2 separate regions of the Bombyx mori genome follow, and region 1 is linked to region 2. A link is a contact called in public Hi-C data. All regions are on one chromosome and are shown on one strand. The core of a region is the stretch at or near the end of the contact, and the rest is flanking DNA. Distances in the headings are between cores, read along the strand shown.

The links. Hi-C and Micro-C count contacts between places; a contact is called where the count stands out from the background.
Region 1: a Hi-C map of middle silk gland shows a contact between it and region 2, with 2.1 times the contacts expected there. The contact joins the promoter of Aly here to the promoter of LOC732919 in region 2. A contact is called at or near these places in 2 of 7 Hi-C or Micro-C datasets (middle silk gland and posterior silk gland).

Annotation. Positions count from the first base shown.
Region 1 is chr13:11,348,979-11,356,109 of ASM3026992v2, reverse strand. Aly (aly protein) reads left to right here and starts at 3,328. Exons shown (of 2, transcript NM_001167713.1): 1 at 3,328-3,346; 2 at 3,670-5,362. The coding sequence starts at 3,328. The coding sequence ends at 5,362.
Region 2 is chr13:10,439,134-10,445,495 of ASM3026992v2, reverse strand. It overlaps LOC732919 (mitochondrial single-stranded DNA-binding protein), which reads right to left and starts at 4,008. Exons shown (of 3, transcript NM_001046919.1): 1 at 3,872-4,008; 2 at 3,628-3,712; 3 at 2,479-2,886. The coding sequence starts at 3,889. The coding sequence ends at 2,543. LOC693083 (glycosyl-phosphatidyl-inositol-anchored protein) reads left to right here and starts at 5,826. Exons shown (of 4, transcript NM_001046836.1): 1 at 5,826-6,044. The coding sequence starts at 5,925.

The DNA.
Region 1 (7,131 bases), core at 2,079-4,578, 910 kb before region 2:
AAATACTGTTATATTGTTTTCCTGCGAGTTAAAGTGCTGAGTAAGAACGAGATAGATATATGTTTATGTGTGTACCATGGAGTTACTATTCTAACTGGAGTGCTTACTTCGTTTGACATAAAAACTAAAAATATACTTTATCTCTATGGCATAAAGTTTATTTTTGAATAGCAAAAGATGTAAGGAAAAACGGTCTGAAAAGAGAATGATTATTAAGTGGTGGTGTCCCTCTCGTACATTTTACAAACAAAAAGCAGTGTTGCTAGCTTAGAGGATTTTCCACAAAATCTCGTAATTTGGACCCCTGTCTTATTTATCAAAAATGGCTTTTAGTGGTTAGTGGATTTTTTAGTAGCTTGGGCGTTGTTGAAAATTATCGAAAAGGTTAAAATCAATCCACTTTACAGGATTTTAAACATTTTAGGACAATAATATATATAAATAATATTATTTAAACGATGTGACTTATACTTAACTAGAAAATGTTGCGACAATTTAGAATTTCCATCAACGTCAAAAATTAAATTGGTTCAAAAGAAACGTACAAAGTTATGGTGAAATTAGTTTCTGATGATGACAATTTATTAAAATAAATTATATAAGAAATATTGATTATATGATATATATATATTGATTTTTAATAGAACATCATATATTAATAAAACTCATTAACAAAATAATTATTGTTCTATAATAGTAAGAACTCTGTTTAATGGAAATTTTAACGGTAGGTACGTAGATTTCTAATGGTTTACATGTTGAATTTGGTGGGAAGCCAGATTAATTGTTGGCATCACCGAAAAAGAGCTATGAATGGATCAAAAGAAAAATGGCGTCTATTTACGTTTGTAGTTCGAAGTTAAAAGGGCACTGATACAGCTTGTGGCTTGTTTTTTTTCGAAAATCGTGAAAGTTTCCGTGTAATCATGGTGAACACTTGTATTGTAAGTGGTTGTAAGCGAGAATCATCTCCAGTTTGTGGAATATCCTTCCATATGTCACATTCATTGATAAATTTTTACTAGTGTGAGCATATATTTTTAAAATGTGAGATATTTTTTCTCATTATAATATTTAATACCATTTGTCTTGTAAATTGTACTTAATCTATGTCATATACGAAATTTGAAAAAACAATCGTGAAAAACTATAATTTTGCAATGTATTTTTCATATTACAAGAGCCATCACGTGGTATTTTTTGAACTTTTTTTATTGTATTGAATAACGTCGCACGCAAGCATGTATATCATTTGCCTGACGTTAAGCGAACGAGGAGGATCTTCTAGTAAATATGACGTTGGAATTTCTGGAAAATGTCCTATGTAAAGGTCAAACAAGAGGAATCTAGTATTCAAACGCAAGAAATAAAAAATACCCCGAGAAAAGCAAAATTACGACAAGATGTTAAGGTTTTGAAACAAAAACTTAAAAGTCGCGAAATAGTGATTGTAAATATAAAGTCGATTTTAGATTTATTAAAGAAAAACGGCGATTTTTAATTGAATTGAAATTTAAATTGCGAAATTTTAATGATACTCATGGTCCACTTAGATATTGATTAAAATAAATTATGTATTTCGTTGAAAAAAAAGAATTTGCATAAAATATAGGAAATATTATATTATAAGACTACAGAAAATTAACTGAACTTAATAATAATAATATAATCAATATTTTGTAAATAGAGATCAAGTACTATGTGTATTGTGTTATGTGTATTGACTTGTCATTTAAGAGTTATTTAATTGTCTACATATAACAAATAAATGAATTTCAGTTCATTTCATTTTATTACCCATTGTATTTTATTTCCTAAAATGTAACTAGTAGACTTAATATTATACACGTGTCATGAAAATAGCACAGAAGTAAAAATACAAGCAATTTTAAATCAATTGAAGATGTGAATGTAGGAAAAGAGCACCCGATACGCGCAGACCATGTGTGTTGCAGTGTCAAATATTAATTTGCACGGCCCACTTAGCCAGTACATTAAAGTAGGAATTGCGTAATTAAGTTCAACATAATATTTAAGTCGCGGTTGAGTATTCGGACGTTAAACATGAGTTTGAGGAAGTTTAAGTAATAGAACTGAGGTAATAATGTTTGTAATAAAACTCAGTGCTAGATTTTCGACAACGCAGCAATTTCCAAAAAAAAAACGTCGAGAAAAAGTCACCATGACGACGAAGCAATGTTTAGAATTGAATTTACATAAATAAACTGTTGCAAGCATGTGTTTTGTATTTACATAGGGCTACACAGAATTACTTAAGGTAAATTCAAAACTGATGCATGTGTATAATTTTGTCCTATAAATAAATTTTATATGGTCACCACATTAGACAAGGACACCGCGACCAAAAAGTATTCTCTTTCGAGACCGATTTCTCGGCATTAGACAGCACTCCAGTTGTAGGTACTTATTAACTCCATGGTGTGTACCTTCAAAATGGGTGCTATTTATATAAGCAATTGTACGTATAGAACAATATGTCGTGTCCCTACTATATAGGTCTATGGTCACAGCACAGTGCATGGAGTTAATAAGGTTAGAATAGTAACTCTATGGCACAGTGGTATTTGACGTTTTTACATTATTCGATTTGTCATCGAAGGGAACGTGGTATATGCTGCCAAATCTTTTATAATGAAGGCCATTTTTGTTGTACAAAAAGTAAAATCGAGCTAAGCTTTTTATATTTGGATAAAGTAAAAATAGCTAAAAAATTAAAAAAGTGTAGCCGTTAGTGAGATGAAATGAAATAATCTGTCATTAAAATGTCGCTAATTTACTGATAGTTAAATGCAGTTTTAGAAGAACCCAAGAAGTCACATTCAATGATTTTATTCCAATTTACTTAATAAATAAATTCCGGCCCAAAACTCTGTTCTGATGAACACACTATGAGTTAGATTTTCTCTTTGTTTGGAAACATACATCACTATACCACTTGATGGTGAGTGATCACAGAGGCTCATGGACGTCATCAATACCAGGGACATAGTCAATTAGTCAATTAGCTGTCTAAAAGACACATGATGTGGTGAAGGGTGAAGCAGCGAAAATGTGCGGTTCAATAAACGACGCTAAAATACATAATACATTCATTTAATTAAAGGGCCACGTCGAAAGCTTCATAGAAAACATTTGCCATACATTTTGATGTGACAAACGAAATTTAATTTTAGGTATTGCATCTGATTTTGAAATTTTGCAGCTTTCACCGATGCACACGTTTCTGGTATATCCGAACGTAACAGTGTTGGCGCTTGAATTCTAGCCATTCAGCACTCAAAGTAACAAATCACAATCGACATCAATATGGCGGATAAATCAGAAAGTAAGTTAATAAATTCGTTTTTATTGAAAGAGTTGGTAAATAAAACCCTCTAAATTAAACTTACAGTTCGAGTATAAGATATACTTGAAGAGATGGGCTTCATGCAAGACAGCGAATCGCGTTCATTTATTTGTTATTTTAAATTTAGGTTTCGCTCGATTCAAAATTTGAAAAAATTCAAATTTTGTACAGAATGTCATTGCAAGTTACTTGAAATTTAGAATTCTAATCAAAATCTACTTTGCAATCGATACGTATTTTGAATAATGTATAATTTATTTATTTTGTAGTACATACATAAATATTACTATTGTTACTTTCAGGAGAGTATGACGAATTATCAACTCCACCAAGATCACTCCAAAAGGTTAAAGATGAGCCAATGGAAATGGATTTTCCGGAAGAAGAAGAAGAAGAACCTCCAGCATTCGGACCTGCAGCATTGGGCTTGCATAGAGTTGGTACAAAATTGCCGCCAAAACCAGCTCCAAGTGAGCCAGTTCAAAAACTTAATGCAAGGGGAATGCCCGCTAGGATCAGAAAGAAAAATAGGTTCATTTTTGTTGACGATTTTGTGAACACGTCACCTCCACGACAGTCTCCAAAAAAGACTCCAAAAATACTTAACAAAACGCCTAATAAACCACCAAGTGCAAAAAAACAAAAATCTCCAATAAAAGTTCAAAAGGCTACAGAGAGGAATGATAAGGTAGATTCTGTAGGCATCCAAATGCAAGACAATAAATCAGGTCATCGAATTGGCATGCGACTTAGAAATTTATTGAAGCTACCCAAGGCTCACAAGTGGGTGTGTTTTGAATACTTTTATAGTAATATTGATAAAGTATTATTTGATGGTGAAAATGATTTTATGATTTGCTTAAAAGAATCATTTCCACAATTGACCAACAGAAAGTTAACTAGAACACAATGGTCAAAAATCAGAAGAATGATGGGAAAGCCTCGACGATGTTCTCAAGCATTTTTTGATGAGGAGCGGAAAGAATTGGAAAGAAAGAGGAAATTGATTCGATATGTACAACAGCAAAAATCGGCTGATGTGTGTGTCAAAGATTTACCAACCGAAATACCAATGCAATTAGTAGTTGGTACTAAAGTTACTGCTAGACTACGTCGACCACAGGATGGATTGTTCACTGGATGCATCGATGCTGTTGATACATCTAATAACACATATAGGATAACTTTTGAAAGACCTAAATTGGGCACACATTCAGTACCTGATTATGAAGTATTGTCAAATGAACCACCTGATACTATTTGTCTGACAAGTATAACGCAACGTTTTAGACCAAGAAAAGTAATTCAAGATCTACTCAGTTTGTATTCACCAATACAGAAAAATTCGCAAGGAGATCCTTTGATTGGATGTTCTGATCTTGCAAATCAAGCTAATTCTGTAATTGGTAGTTACCCATTCCGGTTTTTAGAACTCATTGTAAAATTAAGAAGATTATTAAATGCTAAAAAGAGCAAGATAAATAAATTAAAAGAATATAACTGTATGGCAGAAAAAAGAAAGTCCTTTGGACAGAGGATGCCTGAAGACTTTGAACGAAAATATGCTGCTGTTGTGATTGAGTTAGAAAGAATGAATATGGATTTACAAGAATATATCAATGAGATTCAACATCATTGTCAACAAATTGCACCAGGGCCATGTTTGGCTGCAATGTTAGCACCATCGCAACTTCGAGACAAATGTCATGAAGAAGCTTCAGTTCTTGTTGAGAAGAATAACAATGGAGTTATTCAAGATCCTTCAGTTTTAGATCTCATAACAGATCTAACTGCACTCATGTTGCAAGTTAGAAGTTTATCTGATTCAGATCAGAATGCCTATGAACTGAGTGTACTTCAAGGTACAATGGATCAGATCAAGATGAAATTAAAACCACAATATCACAGATTGTTTCAAAATAATGTTGAAATACATATGCATAAAATTCAGATGGGATTGGGGCAAATGATTTTTGAATATTCTGCAGGCACATAAAATTATTTATATTATAAATTTATATAAAGAGTATTTATTATTGTTGATTTTGTAATTTAATGAATATATAAAAAAAAATCATATGCAACAAAAACATACTTCACTGTATATCAGACTGTTGTACAAAATTAATCATATTTTAAATGATAACTGGTACATAAAATATGTAAGTTTGAAAAATATAAAATGTATGATGTAGATTGTGAATTGTAAATATAATTTCGTGAATTGTAAATATAATATAATTGCATGAGTTTTTTGGAAATTTTTATTAAATTAATTGAGGCCATCAGCGCAACAATTTTTCATATTCGTGCTAATTGCAATTTATTTAAAATTTAATAAATTTTGATGCAAAACCGGCCTATCCCTAGTTTCACTCACAGATAACAGATGGCTTTGTAAACATTATTTTGGCACCTATTATTTTTGCCTACGAAGTAGTGTTAAAGTAAATTCAAACTTCATTATCTCCATACTAATTATTGTCGCTTAGGTCACTGCACAGGTTCACTGCGAAGAAGGACCCTTTTGTCATGGCGCCGGAATTTCAAGGAGTATCCTTGCAGCTTTCCGCGAGTATCGGGATTCTGGAGGTCGATATTTCGAGCGATGTCCAGTTTCGGAGTCATTTGGAAGGTAAAGCCAAATTGGCCTCTAAAATGTTGGGAGTCCTCAACAGAGCGAAGCGGTATTTCACGCCTGGACAGAGACTTGCGCTTTATTAAGCGCAGGTCAGACCTCGCGTGGAGTACTGCTCTCACCTCTGGGCCGGGGCTCCCAAATACCAGCTACTTCCATTTGACTCCATACAGAAACGGCTGTTCGGATGGTCGATAGTCCTGCTCTCGCGGATTGCTTGGAACTTCTGGGTCTACGGAGGGACTTCGGATCTCTGTGTTTTATACCGCATGGTCCATGGGGCATGCTCTGAGGAATTATTCGAGATGATCCCCTCATCTCCTTATTATCATCGCACCTCCCGCCATCGGAGCAGGGTTCATCCATATTATCTGGAACCGCTGCGTTCATCGACAGTGCGTTTCCAAAGATCTTTTTTGCCACGTACCATCCGGCTTTGGAATGAACTCCCCTCCACGGTGTTTTCCGAGCGCTATGACATGTCCTTCTTCAAACGAGGCTTGCGGAGAGTACTTTATGGTAGGCAGCGGCTTGGCTCTGCCCCTGGCATTGCTGACGTCCATGAGCGACGGTGACCACTTACCATCAGATGGGCCGTATGATCGTCTGCCTACAAAGGCAATAAAAAAAATTAAAAAAAAAAACTTGCGCTGACGCCCTAATTTATCATATGGTTTCCCAATATCACAAATATGTTAATCGGAAGGGCAAAGCATTAAAGCCGTTGTTGATAACTAGTACTGCTTCATTACAATACCCAGTAACACTGGCGTTTCACATGGTTCGCATAAGCATGCGACGGTAAGCTTATGTGCATGCACGAGGAATGCATTCGCTTCGTAATGTAATTTAGAAGCTATTGAAATTTATGTGTAAGGTGAAATTCTAGGTTGGCTATGAATAAGATTTAGAATTATCCGAGAGTTTCTGCAAGCTCTGGAATATCGAGTTCATGTTTACAATAGTGTTGTGAACATTGGGAGGGCGTGTCTTGCGGGATAAGACACCCGGTGCATTCGTATTTAGCGATGCGACTGCCCCGGTGTTCGAGTCCATGGCAGGGACCAATTAATTCTGATTAAATACGTAACTAGGTACTTAACAAATGTTCAAGATAGATTTCCAC
Region 2 (6,362 bases), core at 2,759-5,258:
GGAAAACGTGGAAAACCACCAAATTCTTATGAAAATCTATTGGAGAAATCGAAAAAGAGGAAAAATATGGAGTTGATTCAAGAATATGGACTCGACTATATATATAACGCATATGTCCAAGGATTGCGGTCTGGAGGAGAAGTCGAATAAGCTTCTGTTGTTGAAATGTTCCGGAATTGGGATAGAAATCAAAAAGTAATCGCAAAAAACATTGTTGCAGGAACCTCGCATTGCAGCCTGAGTTACGGTCAATGACGCAGAAAAAAGTGTTATCCTCCACCGTCTAGCATTGAAGTAACCGATACAAGCGCTAAAGTAAAACTACAAGACTTGCTGGATCATACTACATCTCTTATTTAAAAAATTGAGAATGTTTACAAACCAATAAGGAGAAATCTTAAATTATTTACTAAATGGGGATGTGATGGTTCATCGGGACAAAGAGAATACAAACAAATTTTAACGGATGAAAGTGACCTAGTCGTAATCTTATTTATAGCGGCTCTGGTACCAATAAAGCTGACTGGTATAGAAACAAACTAGATTCTTTGGTAAAATCTATTTTGCTCGTCTATTCGATATTGCCGACCAATTTTGATGGAATTTGCAAAAGAAACGCTAGAAAAACCCGTTCAGTGGTTGGAGATATTCGTGGTCAAATTAATAATTAGGAAATTTCTAAGACGCGCAAAGATAATGTGGTAATTAAAATAAGTCACGAGCTATTCTTAACTATGGTTTTATAGAAAAGTCGCATAAGTTGTAACTGATACGAGCTCTGGAGCTGTGTGCACAGTGAGTGGGGCTAGACCAAGCGAAATGAATAAATTGGTAAAAATTGAATCAAAGCCAAATAATATGAGTGCTTACGAGTACGGTTTATCTACGCTTCATGCGTGGAAGATTATATGAAATGTGTAAAATCAACTCCTAGGTGCATTATATGAAATGTGTAAAATCAACTCCATGCACCTAGGAGTTGATTTTACACATTTCATATAATCATTTCATTTCAAAAATGAGCTGAGAAGAACTCCGGAAGAGAAAAAATTTAAGAAGACAAGAAGAAACTTGTACAAGTTTATTTCGAAGCCGAATGGGATTAAATGTTGATAAACCCCGACAAGGGAGTGGAAATAGTAACGATGGCAATACAGCTCGACCATTTTTTGAGAAGTACTATTGTTCTTCAGAAATTACAGGAGTTTGAAGAGGATCTTAATAAAAGATTCTATATAATCCTTCAGACTTTGGTATACGGCATTGCAGTAAATACAGAAAAATTTCGGCGAATAATATACTTACGCTACTGTACAATTGTGTTACAAAATAAATGTGGTATAACATGCCTTCATCAGTACATAAGATATTTCTACACAGGGGAAGTATAAGTAGACATTTTGCTGTTCTGCCTATTGGTCTTTTATCTGAGGATGCCCAAGAATCTCGTAATAAAGATTTCAATTTTTTACAAAGATTACATTTTTACTGGTGGTAGAAACTCGCGTGAGTCCGCACGGGTAGGTACCACCATCCTGCCTATTTTTGTCGTGAAGCAGTAATGCGTTTCGGTTTGAAGGGTGGGGTGGCCGTTGTAACTATACTGAAACCTAAGAACCCATATCTCAAGGTAGGTGGCGACATTTATGTTGTAGATGTCTATGGGCTCCAGTAACCACTTAACAGCAGGTGGTCTTTAAAAAATAGTCAGATTACATCACGCTAGAAAGTGCTCTAGGTCTGCAACGAATGCAGATGTATTTCATGGCCTTCTAATTACATCAGATCCATATATATCAAATATCAGAAATTCATCAATCACTGTGTTCAAGAAATTATTAGACGAAGCCAACAACCTGTTAGATATTTGAATTTAATGTACTTACAGATGTAATGTAATTATTTTTTTGGCATGTAACAGACATACTCCAAACTATGAGTTTAACATAGTTTAGCTAAAAAAAAATTTGTATTTTATGTGAAAATGGACTTAGAGCATGTACACAATTCAAACCTAATAATGGACTAAAAGACTGATGACTTAAAAAAAGCTCACTGTGGCTGTAAACAGCAAATAATGGTTTTATTACACAGATGAGATAAATGAGCTCTTGGCCCACTAGTTAATGGGTTGATGAATAACTGTAAGTTGTCAATACAAGGTAAATACTGCTAGGCAGCTTGATAGATGACATTTAAATCTCAATCGTGTAGTGTAACAGCAGTGTCAAGCCTTCAAATCAAGATGCGTAACTTCTATGTCGATAAAATAATTCCTATGTTCCTTTAATTAACCATAGCATAAACATTTAATAGACAAATTATAAATGCAAGAAACTGTTCACTGATACACCATAATAATATGATAATGTTTGGTAACTCAAATTAAAAGTCATTTTATAAGACTAAATTCAATTTAATTGAATGGTTACTGATGGGTTTTTGGTTTGTACAAAATATAACTTCAACACTTATTAATCACTAAATGCTTGTTTTGCAAATCTCTTGCAATGACATTTCATTGCAAATGATATTATGGCCTTTATTGTTCAGATTCATAAGGTGTGCTTTGAAAAAATATAACATCATCAGCAATAACAGTTGAGGCTGTTCTCACTTGCCCGTCATCCAATTTTACTTCTCCATAAGATAATTTTCCAGTTACATAAATTCTTTGACCTTTCTTTAAATATTTATAGACAGTGTCTCGTAACCCAGGTTTGAATATACTCACTCTATGCCAATCTGTTCTTTGCAGTATATCACCAGATTCATATTTGTAGCTGTAATGTGTTGCAAGAGGAAAATTTATTACAGGATGTTCTTCAGAACCACGTTTTTGAGGATCTGCACCAACTCTTCCCAAAAGTGTCACTTGATTGATGGCTGTAATGCATATATATTCCATTTATAAACATGAGAAATAGTTGTCAACCTAATTTATTAACACTCAATCATCTACATCAAGTTTTTATTTTATTTGATTTGTTGTAACACTTTTTTTGTTTCTTAGATGGGTGGACGAGCTCACGGCTCACCTACAGTAAAGTGGTCACCAGATCCCATAGACAATAACTAGGTTCACAAGATGCCCTACCACCAGTATAACTCAAACCATAATTTTAGCAACTTTGATTTTAATTACACAATGTTATTCCTTCACCGTGGAAGTCATTCATTAACATTTATTCAGACAGTATTTCATCAGAACAATTGATTCCAACATCTACACGGCTACAATTCTAGATATGAATGCATTGGGCGACTTATCTTTAGGCCGTAAAAACTTCAACATGTATTTATTGCCTTTGCAGGCAGACGAGCATACGGCCCATTTGATCGTAAGTGGTTACCGTCGCTCACGGACGTCAGCATTGCTAGCGGCACAGCCAAGTCACTGCCAACCATTATGTGTGTGAATGTGTATTTAAGTGCATAAAGTGATTTTAATTATTGTTAACGTATTCACGAACCGATACCGCGGAACGATTACATACAATTCACCTATAGGGAAGAGCGTATATTACTTTAATACGGTTAAGCATATCTTGATTGAATGTATTTGGTCTGCGAATATCAACAAGTAACCTAAAAAACTAAAAACTTTCATGTTTATTGGATGCTTACTTTTTTCGTTTTTCTGTCCTTCTAGTCGTGCTACTGATGTATGTAGACGCTGACCGCCAAAAAATACTCGAATCAACGTAGGTGTCTGAAAATTGACAAATACATTTGTATTGTATGTATACAGTTGTGTGTTATATTATGTAGAACAAAGTGGATTTGTATGGAAATTGAATTTCATTATCTGAATAAACACAAAACAAAAATATGTATGGTTTAGAGTAAATTACATTTCCCGAAAACTTACCCTGATCGAGCTTAACATTTTAGTTAATAAAACACTATTTATTTTTCTACTAAACAGTGAAAACTGACAGAGAAGTGAGAATGCGTAACAATATTATTATCTGGGTCTACTAACCGATACTAATAGAATAGAACTTTACTCGCAAACTAAATTATAAAGTAGGCAGTTCTGTAGTAGTAAGTTCCTAACAAAAATCGTATTTTAAACTCATAACCTTGCCCGAATACAGTGATATTTTTTTTAGGGTATTTTATGATTTGGTAACTAAGACCTTTAAGTCATGTCTTATTTTAATTTAAATTCTTATTTTCATGAAAAATGATAATATGGAGTGAAATGAAATGGGATGAAATGAAATGAAGATAATTAACCCGAGACATTAATCAACTGGGATGAAATTAAATGAAATGAGATAAGATGATATGGGATGAAATGTAATCTCAGTAAAATGGTGGTCATTTACTGAAATTTTTTCAGTGGACTTTTTGGAGGATCTCGAGAAGTTACTTCCAACGGCTTTGTTTCATTTTCCCACATTTGTGCACTTTCAGAGATACTAAACAGTTAAGAAACCACCGTTATTACACATTTAAAGCTGAAGAAACACTAAATAGACAAAATAGAACAAATCGCACAGCTTGACACCTCGCGTTCCCGCCAAAAAGTCCTTCATAGATTACAAATATAACAATTTGTTTTTTTAAATGATTTTATGGCTTGGTAACTGCAGCTTTAAACCAAGTCTATTTTAATGAGATTTTTTAATTAACTTTTTGTAAGAACCGAGAAGCTACGAACGCGAATTTGTTTAATTTTTTCACATTTGTGCATTTTCACAAATGTTAAACAGTTACATTTGTTACACGTTGAAGCCTGAAGAAATGCTAAAGTAACAAAATAAAACAATTCACACAGTTCGCGCTCCCGCCAAATAGGCCCAAATATTTCAAAGGAAGGGAAATGTTCTACTTGTAATATTTAAAACATTTAATATATTGAATTTAGACATAATGCTGGCAATAATGGCATTGAAAGAAACCAATTGGCATACTATGGCATATTAAAAAAGAGAAGAACAAGAACCTTTATCTAAGACCTTTTTAATTAAATACTCATGTACATATTTATTTCATTATTGATTTGGAAACCAGCAATACAAAACAACCATATAATAAATTAGGCATAGGTATAGGTAAAACAAACAAAACACCATTAACAAAATTTAGTTTTAATAATATGTACTAGTTTTAACGTCTGCATAAAATGAGATTTAATGCAATTCAATTAATATGTGGTGTGTAAAATAAAAGTAGCCGTTGTTAATTTCAATTTTAATCTATTTCCTCCTAATTATTAGTAACTATAATAGTACGAAGCTATTTTTGTTCTTCGGAGAATAACAGAAAAAAACGATCTAAATAAAAAAGTCGGAATATTGGAATTATAATCACTTCTTATTTTTTTCAATATTTTGACTCTTCTTGCGATGCTATTGTTACCTTTATAAACACTTAATTCATAAGTACTTTAAAAAACAAGAAGAAGAAACGAGTTAAGAAGATTAGAAATAATGTCACAGTAATATAGTAAGAATATGCTGAGACTTGACTGGGCTTTCTAGTACTTGAGAAGCCATGTCTACCGACTTCTGCCTGACTTGCGCACTTTCACATGCTAAACAGGTATCATTAATAGACTTTTAACCCTGAGGAAATACTAAATGTACAAAACCAAAAAATTCACACCAATTTACTCCTTGCGTTTTCTCTCTCTTTCCCTCTTAAACAAACGACACACGCATTTCGTGTGTGTGTTCATTATTAAACCGAAATAACAAGACATCAAACTGGTGTATTGTTTTTTTGCCTTACGAAATAATCAAAACAAAAAACCTCAACGATCCTGAGCTGAATGGTTAAAGTAGGTATTGCCATATAGCAAAATTCCAAAAAACTTACGACTTGCGTCCTTTTGCTGGGAGTGACAGATAGAAATTTCTATCTCTATCTTCTAACCCACGACGCAATCCAAGAAAAGTTGTTGCCTGTGAAGGATGCCTTCAGCTGCTAATGCAAAATCTGAAAAGCCGGCCTCTTCGGAGGATAAGGATACACCAATTCGACAAATTATGACGATTATTGAGCATAAAATTCGTAATTTGGAAAAACGCAAGGTAAGTAAATACAATGTAAACGATATCAACAAAATGTTTAATGTTCCGGTGTTAGTCGAGTGTTCAATCGTTCTTAAAACTTGCCTTAATTTCGTGTTTTGACCTTTATTTAAATTCGTTCCATAAGCTTATTCCTTAATTGTTTGCTAAATTCATTCAAATACTCTCTTGACGCCATTTTACACATGTGCTTCGCAAAGTTGACGATGAGAACCATGACGCCCTGTTATTTTTGGGAGTAATTTTTTTATTGTCTCTATATTTATTTCAGTAGTTCTTTTAGTAAATGTAATTAGTTATGTTAAAGCGAAAACATTA